Linked DNA regions of Zea mays: region 1 is linked to region 2. The links are chromatin contacts, called in public Hi-C maps. All regions are on one chromosome and are shown on one strand. Each heading gives the region's core, a stretch centred on a gene start, on an enhancer-like site or on the middle of the called end of the contact. The rest is flanking DNA. Distances are from core to core; before and after follow the strand shown. Region 1 holds the start of LOC100192499. Region 2 holds the start of LOC100282287 (harpin-induced protein).

Region 1 (5,918 bases), core at 2,202-4,701, 340 kb after region 2:
GGCTGTAACACTCATACAAGAGACCCTTTGAGAGAACAAACACTCATATTTTATCGAATATTTTGTACGCCGTTGCAACGCACGAGCACATTCCTAGTATTTCACCTAATTCTATTGGTTATTTATATGCAACATTTAAGTCACATGTTATCCTATGAAATTGTATCACAAAACTCTCTATTGAGAAAACATATTTTTATTAATTTATTCTTTATTTTATCTTATTTTTATTGATGTGACAACATTAGAAATGGTGTGATGAAACTACCCTGAGAATAACCTTACCATGACATCCGGCCGCCAGGAGCAAGGCGGTTCTGAGGAGCAATTCTCATATTAGCGTCACGACTCACGAGGTCTGAATTGTCAAACTCTATTACCAATAGAGTCAATCAATGGTTCAGAACGCAAGTGATGTCATTTTCATCTACCCTGCAAGGCCCAAGGCTATTTATTATGAACAGATCAGGCACGGTGGGAGCTTATTCCTCGACCAAACCAAAGTTTCCAAGGCGGTTGGTTTCTGCTACGATGACACATGTGGGTCTGATCAACTTTGAACTCGGCCTCCTCGAACAACTTGTGGACGAAATTAGTAGGATACTGAGGTGGCCATCTGATGATTTAGTTAGAAAGACTGGTGGTGTAGGTATTCTGAGTTATAAATTATTCAGTTACTGGATGTCATTTCAGATTCAATTTCATGAATCATAGTGTGCCAAAAATTCAAGAGACTGCGAGTGTAGTACATTACCAAATATATAAAATAAAATTATTAAGAAAAGAATCTCACAGTATTATTATTAAAAATTTAAAAGTATATATCAAGAAAAAAATTCCACATCATCCGTGCTGCAAGAGAACATTTCAGATACAAGTTCTACATGGAAGTCCTGACAGTCTCGGGCTTGGAAGATATGGAAGCAAAGGAATGTGGTCATTTTCAGAGATTATGTCCCTTTTTATTGGAGTTGTTTCAACGACACGTCGAAACTTCAGTTTCTTAGAATGGTTCCGAAGTTTTTAGATCGGAGCAGGGCCTCACCTGAGGGGGCGGCTGCATCGGGCCCTCAAAAACAGAGGACCCTTAGTCACAGCATTTTTTCTTGTTAAATCTATATATTCTAGACATAAATACGCAAAGAGGAATACGCTATCGACTAGTCTCGTTTAGATTGTTAAACTAATGTCTCAATTACTTATCGAATACTCCATCTGTTTCAAAATAATATTTGTTTTCGTTCTTGATTTTTATGTTTATATTCAACTAGATGATGATTAATCCACTAAAGAAGCAAAACGAATTCTTTTGAAATAGAGAGTATTATTTCTATACAAATGATGGTTGCATCGACAGAGAGAAGCTTTCTAAAATTGAAATATTTTTGTGAACTATTTATGGTCAACAATAACTCAAGAGGGGTTAAATGGCTTGACGATTCTATATATCGAAAAAAGTTGTTGGATGAGATTGATCTCAATGATATAAGCGATGACTTTGTATCACAAAATGTTAGAAGATATTTTTAATGATATCAGATAACAAGTAAATATTTTTGGTTATATTTTATTTTTATTATCTTATAATCTTTAAAACAGTGCATAATAAATTTTATACGTCAAATATTTGATAATATATGTATAATTATATATTTTTGTGTGTGGATGTGGCCTCTATATCGGATTTTGTACTGGCCCCTAAAAAGTCAAGAACGGCCCTAGATTAGAGGTCTCTCTTTGGCTTGATTCTTTGTAGCTGGCTAGCTGCTCTGTCTTCTCCCTTTTCTTTCCTTTTTTTCTCCTTTTGCATGTCTAATGCTTGTCCTCTAGTCTTTGTGTTTTCCTGCGGTTTCTTTATAGTTTATAGCCTTCTACGCTCTCAGTCTGTCACTATGGGGTCTCAATCTCATGGGCTTGCAATCACTTTCACTAGAAGGCTTGTATTCGTTGGTCAGCCAATGCTGGTGAGATTGTCTCATACAAATCAAGGTGCTGGTGAGATTGTGGATAAGTCCAAACAACTAATATGCAGTTTTGTGTATAATATGTGTGTCCTCCTAGAAGGGTAAAGAAAGCACAGATACATGATCCATCATTCCACTTATGTGATGTGGTTCATGCATTCATGCATTCTATCCTCACAAATCACAATATACTGCTCTTTAAATATCACTCACTGTTCATTACAACATTCCCTCCTACTTAAATACTCCTAAATGCAATGGCAACTCATGTTCATCCCCTCCCACCCAAATATTTGTATCTGCACTGAAATACTCTTATATACCATGACAATTCATATTCATCACCTCCCAATAAAATAAATGTATCTACAACCAGTTTTATAACTTGATAAGATATTGGAGACAAACAAATCATACCACTGTTGTATTAGATAATCGGATCAATTGTCCGTCCGTACGTAAGAAGGGTGGAGATGTAATAAGAGTGGACATAGCGTTGCTAATATGATCGTTTGTAGCTTGCGGTCACCACCTATGTTCTTGACTTCTCCGACTTCGTTGTCAACCGCTATCCATGCTCAGATGTCGAGTCCGTGAACTTATTCAAGACCTAGAGGCTTCAACACCTTTGCAGACTTCACGGTCAAGCTCACCATCGTGCTGACTATGATTAGTGATTTATGAATTCTAAATTTAAAATATATGATATACATAGTGATAAAATTTAATTTATTTTTATCTCTATATATAGCACGTTTGACACTCTTAGAAAAGATGAATAAAATATTGTCAAATTTATAGTTGTTAACTTTAGGGTTGTATTACATTTTTTTCGAAATCCTTTGTTGTTGCTCCAAAATATCTTAAAACCAAATTAGATGTGCAGTCGTGAATAATTTAGCCAACACTGTTATTGGTTGTAAGAATAAAGTTTCATCTTCGTCACAAGACTATGTGAGTGCAAATATTTCTCACTCTTAACCTAGCCACCGTTAGGAGCCTTAGGACTCACGATGCGTCGTCGTGACTTCGATCGCCGACGGCAGCTTCCTGCCGCTAACAAGATTCATATCATCATCCGTGTCTGATCTCACGCCCCTCCATTCACCTACCTTTTCCACAACCCTGCAGTGAAATGCAGGCCCAAAAAGCGATGTGACTTTTCTTTTTTATTTGTACGATTGCTTTCTTCTTTGGTGTCGGTTATTCTTGTTAGTTAACATACGTGTCTAACTATTATAATAGATAGTTAGTGATACATGTTAGAGGATAAGATAACCGGTGTCAAATAAGAAAGCAGCCGTGTCAAATAGAAGAAGACACGTCGCTTGTTGGGCGTGTAACAGGTGAATGGAGGACCGTGAGATCAGAAACCGATGAGGATGCTGCTATGACTGTTTTCTGCCGTCATTGCCGTGAAATCAGAATCCAAACAGGGACCCCGACGCGACCCGCGTGTGCTTCCGTTCCAGCTTTCCTTCCCCAACAGCTCGACTTCCTCCGCAAGCCGCCGTGCCAGTCGCCGCCGGCCGCGATGGGTAGCAGGGTGGCAGCGGCGCTGATCCGGCGGGGCAGGTACCTGGCATCCTCCCTGCTGACGCCTCGTCTGCCGAGAAGCGCCCTCGCTCCGGCTCCACCGCATAGGGTTGGATCTGCCTCCTCCTCTTGCGGCGGCGGCGGCGGCGGAAGCTGCCTCCTCCCGCCAAGGTCTGGGCCAGCGGGGGCCTTCTCTTACGCTTCCCGGTTCGGCAACTTCCACGCCTTCCGATCCCTCGCTCCCAAGGTCAGCGAGCCTCTCTGCTCTTCTCGCGTCTCCCTCTTGAGTGAGTAAATGTTGAATGTCCTCATTTTCGAGGAATTGCTTGCTGGACCTTCTGTAATTCGACCGCTTTCGACGGGAATGGCTCGGGGCAGTCACTGTTATTTGTAGGGTGCGTCCCTTTTTTCTTTTCGACTAACATAGAACCATCTTGGGATGACAGGTTTGTCTGATTGATATAGCGAATTAGCTACATTGAGTCTTGGCTGCACATGTCTTCCGGGTTTTTAGATAGGATAGAATAGCGAGCAGGACCAATCTCTGCACGGCCGAACTGTTAAATAGAAAACTATGCTTCAGTCGCAGAAATTACTACAAAAATGTTTTTTTTTGCATATGTGAAATTCACACTTCACAGTCCATTTATTAAACTTTTTAGAAGTCGTGGTATGCATTGCAATATACCATTCATTACTTCACCTTGGCGTGCTGAATGGAATTCTCAAACTTACAGCTGATTCATACGCTTGTTCCATTTTAGGCCATGTTTGGCCAATGCACAAGGAGAATGTCAACTACGGCGACAGCACTGAACTCAACTGTGGCCAGTGGAGCAGCAAATTCAGGATTCAAGCTGCTTGTTACAAAAGGGGCTCATGTGCAGAAGGCGGTCGGGATATGGCTCTTTGGTTGTGCTGCCTGGGTGTTCAGCTTGGTCATACTGGGAGGGATTACTCGGCTCACACGTTCTGGGCTGTCAATGACTGACTGGAAGTTCACAGGGGAAATACCTCCAATGACAGACGAAGCATGGCAGCTGGAATTTGAGAAATACAAGCAGTCACCTGAGTACAAAAGGCAAGGCTGCAACCGCTGACATTTATTCATACGTTACCTTACGTTTGTCTGCTATTTTTTATGGTCACCAGTGTAACTAGGTAATGGCCTTATGTTAGTAAACTTTAGCTCCCATGTGCACCAAACCAGAAATCCCCATAGTTCTCACATGTGTAACCTTGACACACATTATCAGTATTTTTTTTGAAAGTTTAGAACATTGTAATAAACAACAGTATGCAAGATCAAAGGAAAAAAAAAAGGAAGAATACTGTTTTGTGCTACCTTATGTTCCAAATTATAGTTCAAGTTAGCTTTGTCCTAAGTCAAACTTCTCTAATTGTTGACCAAGTTAGTAGAAAAATACACCAACATCTACAACGTCAAACTAGTTTCTTTATATTTTCCATGAAATGTGTTTTGACGATGTTATATATTTTTTCTAAAAAACCCGTTCAAAGTTAGAGAAGTATGCCTTAGGACAAAACTAAAGTGAACTATACTTTTTTTGGGGAGGGGGGGGGGTAGCAATTGATATGAATTTGATAGCAACATAGAATATGTAGTTCACATGGACTCTCAACAACTTTGAGTACTTTCCTTTAAACAGATAAATGTTAATCCCCTGGTGTTTCTCTGTGTTTGTTCTTATAAGTTTCCATCCTTAAGAGATACTGCTTTGAATGCCATATTTCTGCTAATGCAATTGCAGCATTCTACAAACATATCTAGGGTGAACAAAGGAATGAGCCTTGAAGATTTCAAATTTATATACTGGATGGAGTATGCACACAGAATGTGGGGAAGAGCTTTGGGCTTTGTATTTGCGGGTCCTTTTGCATACTTCATTGCAAGAGGTTATGTTACTCGCCAACTGGGGATCAGGCTGTCGGCTCTTTTTGCACTTGGTGGTGCGCAAGGACTCATTGGCTGGTGGATGGTGAAGAGCGGTCTTGAGGTATTTATTAGACAATGTTTTTCATGTTTAACTACTTTGAGGCTTGGAACTTCACTATTTTCTTTTCACCTCAGGAACCAACATCTGAGTATGTTCAACCAAGGGTTAGCCCTTACAGGCTGGCAACTCACCTGACATCTGCATTTATTATATACTGTGGCATATTGTGGACTGCTTTGTCAGTAGTGATGCCTGATCCTCCAACCGGATCAATGAGTTGGGTAAACGGTGCAGCAAAAATCAGGAAGTTGGCAATTCCTGTCAGTGCTGTTGTAGGCATTACTGCAATATCTGGAGCATTTGTTGCGGGCAATGATGCGGTACATATTACATTCTCTGCGTGTGTTTCGTAGTTTCTGCCTTGAAGCTGCGTTTACGTTCTCTCTCTCATCTAATTATT
Region 2 (5,930 bases), core at 3,343-5,842:
TCACCTGTCTTGCTGGAAGGATGGTGTCTGATACTATTGCAATTTTTGCTTCTACTTCTTCGGATGGTATTGTTGTTATTTGGGAGATGGCAATTGAGCCCACCACTGGTGGTAAGATTGCTTCCTTGTGGATTGCCAATATTACTGCTAGGAGCCTAATATTTTGTCATGATGGTTTAAACTATTCAAACTCTAATTCTTTTTTATTATATGATTTTGACGGTTCTGGGTAATGTGCACTACACTTCTACTTAAGTTATTTGCTTTCTCTTCGCAGGCGATTGCAAAGTGACTTGCTTGCATTCTCTGTCCGTTGGTTTGAAACCAATGGTTTCACTTTCATTAGCTGTATTGCCAGGACAAGGAGGCTATCTCATTTTGGCGATGGGCGGTTTAGATCACAAGATCCACATCTATTGTGGGGATAAGGCAGGCAAGGTTTGTAACTTAATGTTTTTGCAACATCTTTTCTTTTTGTCAGTTTTCTGTTTCTTGCTACCTTAACTACACATTTTTCTGCGTGCAGTTCATTAAGGCCTGTGAACTTAAAGGTCATTCTGATTGGATCAGAAGTTTAGATTTTTCTTTACCCGTGATGATGGACGGTGAAAGGCACAACCTTTTCCTTGTTAGCTCATCTCAGGACAGAACCATTCGGATATGGAAAATGACTTCAGAAGCTGCTGCTTCTGGCTCCTCCTTACAATTGAGGAAAGAAACTATTGAGATGACCTCCTATATTGAAGGACCTCTATTTGTGGCCGGCAGTACAAGCTATCAAGTATCACTGGAGTCTCTTCTTGTTGGGCATGAGGATTGGGTATATTCTGTAGAGTGGCAGCCACCTACATTGTTAACTGGGGATGAAGCTCATCAGCCAATGAGCATATTATCTGCATCCATGGACAAGATGATGATGATATGGAGGCCAGAGAAAACTACTGGCCTTTGGATTGATTCAGTGACTGTTGGTGAATTAAGTCACTCCGCACTTGGATTTTATGGTGGACTTTGGCAGCCTGATGGCAGATCCATTCTCGCACATGGTTACGGTGGATCCTTTCATATGTGGCGAGATGTTGGACTGGATTCTGAAAATTGGCAGCCTCAGATAGTCCCGTCCGGTCATTTCGCACCTGTGTCTGATTTGACATGGGCAAGATCTGGCCAATATTTGCTATCAGTTAGCCATGACCAGGCAAGTTTCTCTACTTAATGTCAGTTTTGACTCATTTCTAGAACTCATGTTTGTTTAGTTGTTGCGTTCTCTCTAATGCTGTTTTACATCAATGCTAAACATGCAGACAACACGCATATTTGCTCCTTGGAGAAATCAAGTTAACCCTGGAGACATGATCTATTGGCGTGAAATTGCCCGTCCGCAAATTCATGGTCATGATCTCAACTGTGTGACATTCATTCAGGGTAGTGGGAACCATCGTTTTGTTAGTGGTGCTGATGAAAAGGTCTCTAGAGTCTTTGAAGCTCCCTTATCATTTTTGAAGACCCTACAACAAGCAACTCTGTTGAAACCTGACATCTCCGAGGATTTTGACAATGTTCAAGTCCTTGGAGCAAATATGTCTGCTCTTGGGCTTTCACAGAAACCCATATATACACATGGTCAGTATCTCTCACATGACCCATCTGTATGTTTAATTGAACAATAACATGTCCTTTTATTTGGCATGAAAAACGGCACTTCTATATAATCGAGCTCTTTTCCTTTTATTTGATGTTGCTTTTTTGCATGGTGGTGTATCAGGAGTCAAGGAATCCTCAATCAGTAATTCTAACGATGGTCCAGATTCTATGGAGACAATTCCTGATGCAGTGCCTACTGTATTCACTGAGCCTCCTGTGGAGGACCAACTTGCATGGAATACTCTATGGCCTGAATCGCACAAACTATATGGTCATGGAAACGAGCTCTTCTCTATATGCTGTGATTATGAAGGGAAGCTTGTTGCTTCATCTTGCAAGGTATTGGCGCTGCATGTTTTCCTGTGCTAATCGTGGAAATTGTTAATAGAGCAACAACAATACAAATAATCACAAGCATCTTGTGATCTGATGGAAACACTTGTGATGTTGGCAAAAAAATGTTGTCTTGTTTTTTGGTAATAATTGACATGTTGACATAATTACATCAGTTGATGCTGGATATGCTTAATTATTAATGGTTTGATTTTACTGTATGCATGGGAAATATGATGGAATTTCACTCCCATTCAGGCTCAATCAGCAGCAGTTGCAGAGATCTGGCTCTGGGAGGTTGGAACATGGAAAGCTGTTGCCCGCTTGCAATCTCACAGTCTAACAGTGACACAAATGGAGTTCTCTCGTAATAATGCGTTTCTTTTAAGTGTTTCGCGGGATCGCCATTTGTCTATCTTTTCAATCAGGAAAACTGGTAGGCATAATTCTTATGATAATGTAGTTCCTTTGAAATTATTTCATAACATTTGTCTTTTCACTCATGCTGTTTCATTTGTGCTGGAGCTGATATGATATCACTTGTGTAATTCTAGAAGGAGGAGCAGAGCATCGTCTGGTTGCGAAGCTCGAAGCACACAAAAGAATTATATGGGCATGCTCATGGAACCCCTTCGGCTATGAATTTGCAACTGGATCAAGGGACAAGAGTGTCAAGATATGGTGTGTTGAAGATGCATCTTCTGTCAAGCTACTTGCAACATTGCCTCAGTTCCGTGACAGCGTAACTGCATTAGCATGGATGGGCCGTGACCGTGCTTCTAATGCTGGTATCGTCGCTGCTGGCATGGACAACGGATTGATCGAGCTCTGGAGCGTTTCAGGTGGAAGAGCTTCTTCAGGAACCCAGCTCAGCGTGGCATGCGTGCTTCGATTTGACCCTCTCTTGTGTCACGTGTCAACTGTTCACCGATTACGGTGGCGGTGCTCAACCGATGAGAAATCGACACTTGAGCTCGCGTCTTGTGGAGCTGATCACACTGTAAGGGTGTTTGAGGTCTGCGGCAGCATATAGGTTTATGTCCAACCTAGTAAATCAAAACTGTTATGTGCGTGGCAGGTTTTTATTGATATCGGACACCGTTGGGTTGTAAAACTAGTCCTGGTATGAGAATCGAGAAAAGAGTGTTTTCATGAAGCATGTGCTGTCCATATGTAACCCCAGTTTAGTGGTAATAGATTCAGTGTTGCCCTCATTTGAGAAGCTATGAAATTATGGTTATAGATGGTGATGTATTTGCTAAATCACCTATATCCAAAACTCTGTGTATCATCTCAATCTGCAATCAATACAAATTCGAGAAAAAAAATCCACTGTACCGCTTACACTCAAGCAAAGAGTTCTATGCTGTACATTACACACTTTGTTGAACTCTGTTCAGGTTGCTTACGATCTAAGCTACTGACCTACTGTGTGTTGCAGCTAGCCACTAGGACGCAGCAACAACTGAGCAGCCAAGAGATCGACAAAGCTGAAGAACCAACTTCGAATTCACATGAATCAACAATAGGTATGTTCCGCTGTTCTCGGGCCATTTCCATCATCAGTATAAAAAATAGCTAAGATTTTATATATAATAACAAAAGAAAACGAGGGGAATTTTTCTAGAGCCAGTCATTTTGTTGTGCATCTCCGGGCAACAAGAACTCCAGAAGGAGGGGCAGTGAGTTCCAGCTGACAGACCGTGTACATCCAGTACGAGTAGTGGCCGAACCTGAACCTGGCCTCCACTTTGAAGGCGCCTCTGATTGTGTACACCACCCTGTTGCTCCTCACCTGGTCCACCATCTTTACCGCCACCTGGGGCGGCAGCAGGACCCGGCTGGAGAGCAGGTGCATGTTCAGGAGCTGGGACTGGCCTCGCCGCTGCGCGAACGGAGGCAGCGCCTGCACGGCCATGGGCCTGTCCTGGAAGAAGAGCTCGACAGTGGCGGACCGGAACACCAAGTCGATCTCCCTGTTGGGGTTGGAGATGTTGGCAACGAGCGTCATGTCGTTGTTGAAGTAGGGGGCCGGCGAGTCCACGTAGACGCTGTTGAGGATGGCGTTAGCGGCGTCGAAGGACGGCGGCCTCGGCTTCACCGCCAGGAAGACGACCAGGGTGACGACGCCTGCGACGATGAGGAGGATGCTGAAGGCGAAGCAAGCGATGGCCGCGCACCACATCGCCGGCGAGGTCCGCTGGCGCGGTTGCAGGATTACCTTGGAAGGCGCCCGCGCTGGCTGCCGGGGCGCCTGTGGCTGCCTGGTTATCGTGGGTGGATCCACCGGCTGCGACCGTGGCAGCACCGGTGTCTGCTCGGTCACCTCGGACTGATCCACCGGCGGCGGCGGCAGCTGTGGCAGGGCCGGTGGCAGCTGCTTCATGCTCATTACCTTGGTTATGATGGTTCTTGGTGATTGGAGGTGGTAGGGAGCGCCCATTTCGGCAACGCCACAGCTACCAAGTTCAACAAGGCAAAGAAGCTCAAGAGTGCAGAGAGGCCTATTGGGGGAAAGCAAGCTAGAGAAGAGCAGCAACAACAACAGCAACGAGAGGCAGCCAGGGAATGGACAATGGAGTGGTGGAGTTAAAAGGAGTCTGATCGATTGAGCCTAGTGGTGGTGTACCTCCTTCCAAAATACGTAAAGAGAGAGAGGCTTCGAGCGTGGGGCCACTGTCTCGTGTTCCTCCACTGAAAAAAATAGAGCTGCTTCCAGCAAAGGTGTGGGGTGGGACAGCGTTGCCGGCTGCCAGCAATTGATTTGTTATCTTAGAAAAGCATATTTCTTAAGGTGGACAAAGGTAAAGCTTGGGTTATTCTTGGCACTAACAAATAGTAGTACTAATCTGATGCTCGGTGTTTCATGATTGTCGCTTGGAATGTGCTGTTCCCTACCAACACATGCATGCCCAGTTGAAGCAGTGGGTCGTCTGCCCATGCTTTCGTCGTGCAGTTTTTAAGATTGGCCAAGCAGATTTTAAGATTGGCCAAAGGTGAAGAAGAATCAAGCAATAAAATGTGTTACAATCGTTGATCTTCCTGTTGACGAAGCAGAGGCGAGGTGAGATGAGAAGCAGAGAAGGAAGGGACAAGTTGCCGCTTAGCCATGGAAAGAAAGAAAGAAAGAAAGAAAGAAAGGCGCTCCTGGACCAGTTCCGTTTCGTCTCGAATCGAAATAAAGGGCAGCAGCTATGGGGGGTTAATTCATGACTAAGGAACCCAGATGTGCTGACACAAAGACCGGCCTCCTGGGGGGGACATCCATCCATGGCTTTTCTTTGGTGCAGTGCCGTAGTGCCCCTGCTTTTGTCTGCGACGTCGTCGAAAGCAGATGCCGCACTGCGCGGCTTTACATGGGTATCTTCGCCTCCTTTCGTGGCAATTAATCTTTTGTACCCAGCGCAAAAAAATTGATGAATATAACATTAACTTGCATCACTCAGTGATTAACATATTACAAATAACGTAAACATAGACAAAAATAACACCACTGTACTTGTTGCTCCTGATACGTCGGCCCAAGCAATCAAGACCAAGTGACACGGCCCAAGCAATCAAGAACATGTCCCATTCAACAATCGGATGAAGGTATTACTGTAATATGTCCATTCAACAAAGGCTAGGACCTAAAGTATGTTCGTAACTTTGGTTATTTTAATTATTTTGGATTTTTTTTGTAAAGCTAATAAAAGCTCTACAACTTAGAGCTGAAATCACGTCAAATCGAGGACATCCAAAATTATGAGATAATACCAATTCATCCACCTTACGGAGAAAAAAAAAGAATTTTAACTATTATATAATTTTTTTAAAAATAGTCTATTTTTTTTTCTATAGCTCGCTTTTATTCTCTCGGTTCTCACTATGTGTTAGTCTCATGGGCTTGCGATCCTCCCACTAAGAGCCATGTATTCGTCGGTCAGCCAATGTTGTGCTTAGACAACTTGTGA

Evidence for each region. Hi-C and Micro-C count contacts between places; a contact is called where the count stands out from the background.
Region 1: a Hi-C map of tassel shows a contact between it and region 2, with 3 times the contacts expected there. The contact joins the promoter of LOC100192499 here to the promoter of LOC100282287 in region 2. A contact is called at or near these places in 6 of 25 Hi-C or Micro-C datasets (bundle sheath, ear, leaf and 1 more).

Annotation. Positions count from the first base shown.
Region 1 is chr1:187,880,511-187,886,428 of Zm-B73-REFERENCE-NAM-5.0, forward strand. LOC100192499 reads left to right here and starts at 3,452. Exons shown (of 7, transcript NM_001137719.1): 1 at 3,452-3,747; 2 at 4,265-4,581; 3 at 5,293-5,518; 4 at 5,593-5,838. The coding sequence starts at 3,499.
Region 2 is chr1:187,535,215-187,541,144 of Zm-B73-REFERENCE-NAM-5.0, forward strand. It overlaps LOC100282287 (harpin-induced protein), which reads right to left and starts at 4,593. Exons shown (of 1, transcript NM_001155199.2): 1 at 3,294-4,593. The coding sequence starts at 4,420. The coding sequence ends at 3,611. It overlaps LOC103641463 (Elongator complex protein 2), which reads left to right. Exons shown (of 10, transcript NM_001348926.1): 4 at 1-111; 5 at 278-438; 6 at 527-1,198; 7 at 1,305-1,623; 8 at 1,766-1,983; 9 at 2,236-2,413; 10 at 2,532-3,131. The coding sequence ends at 3,010.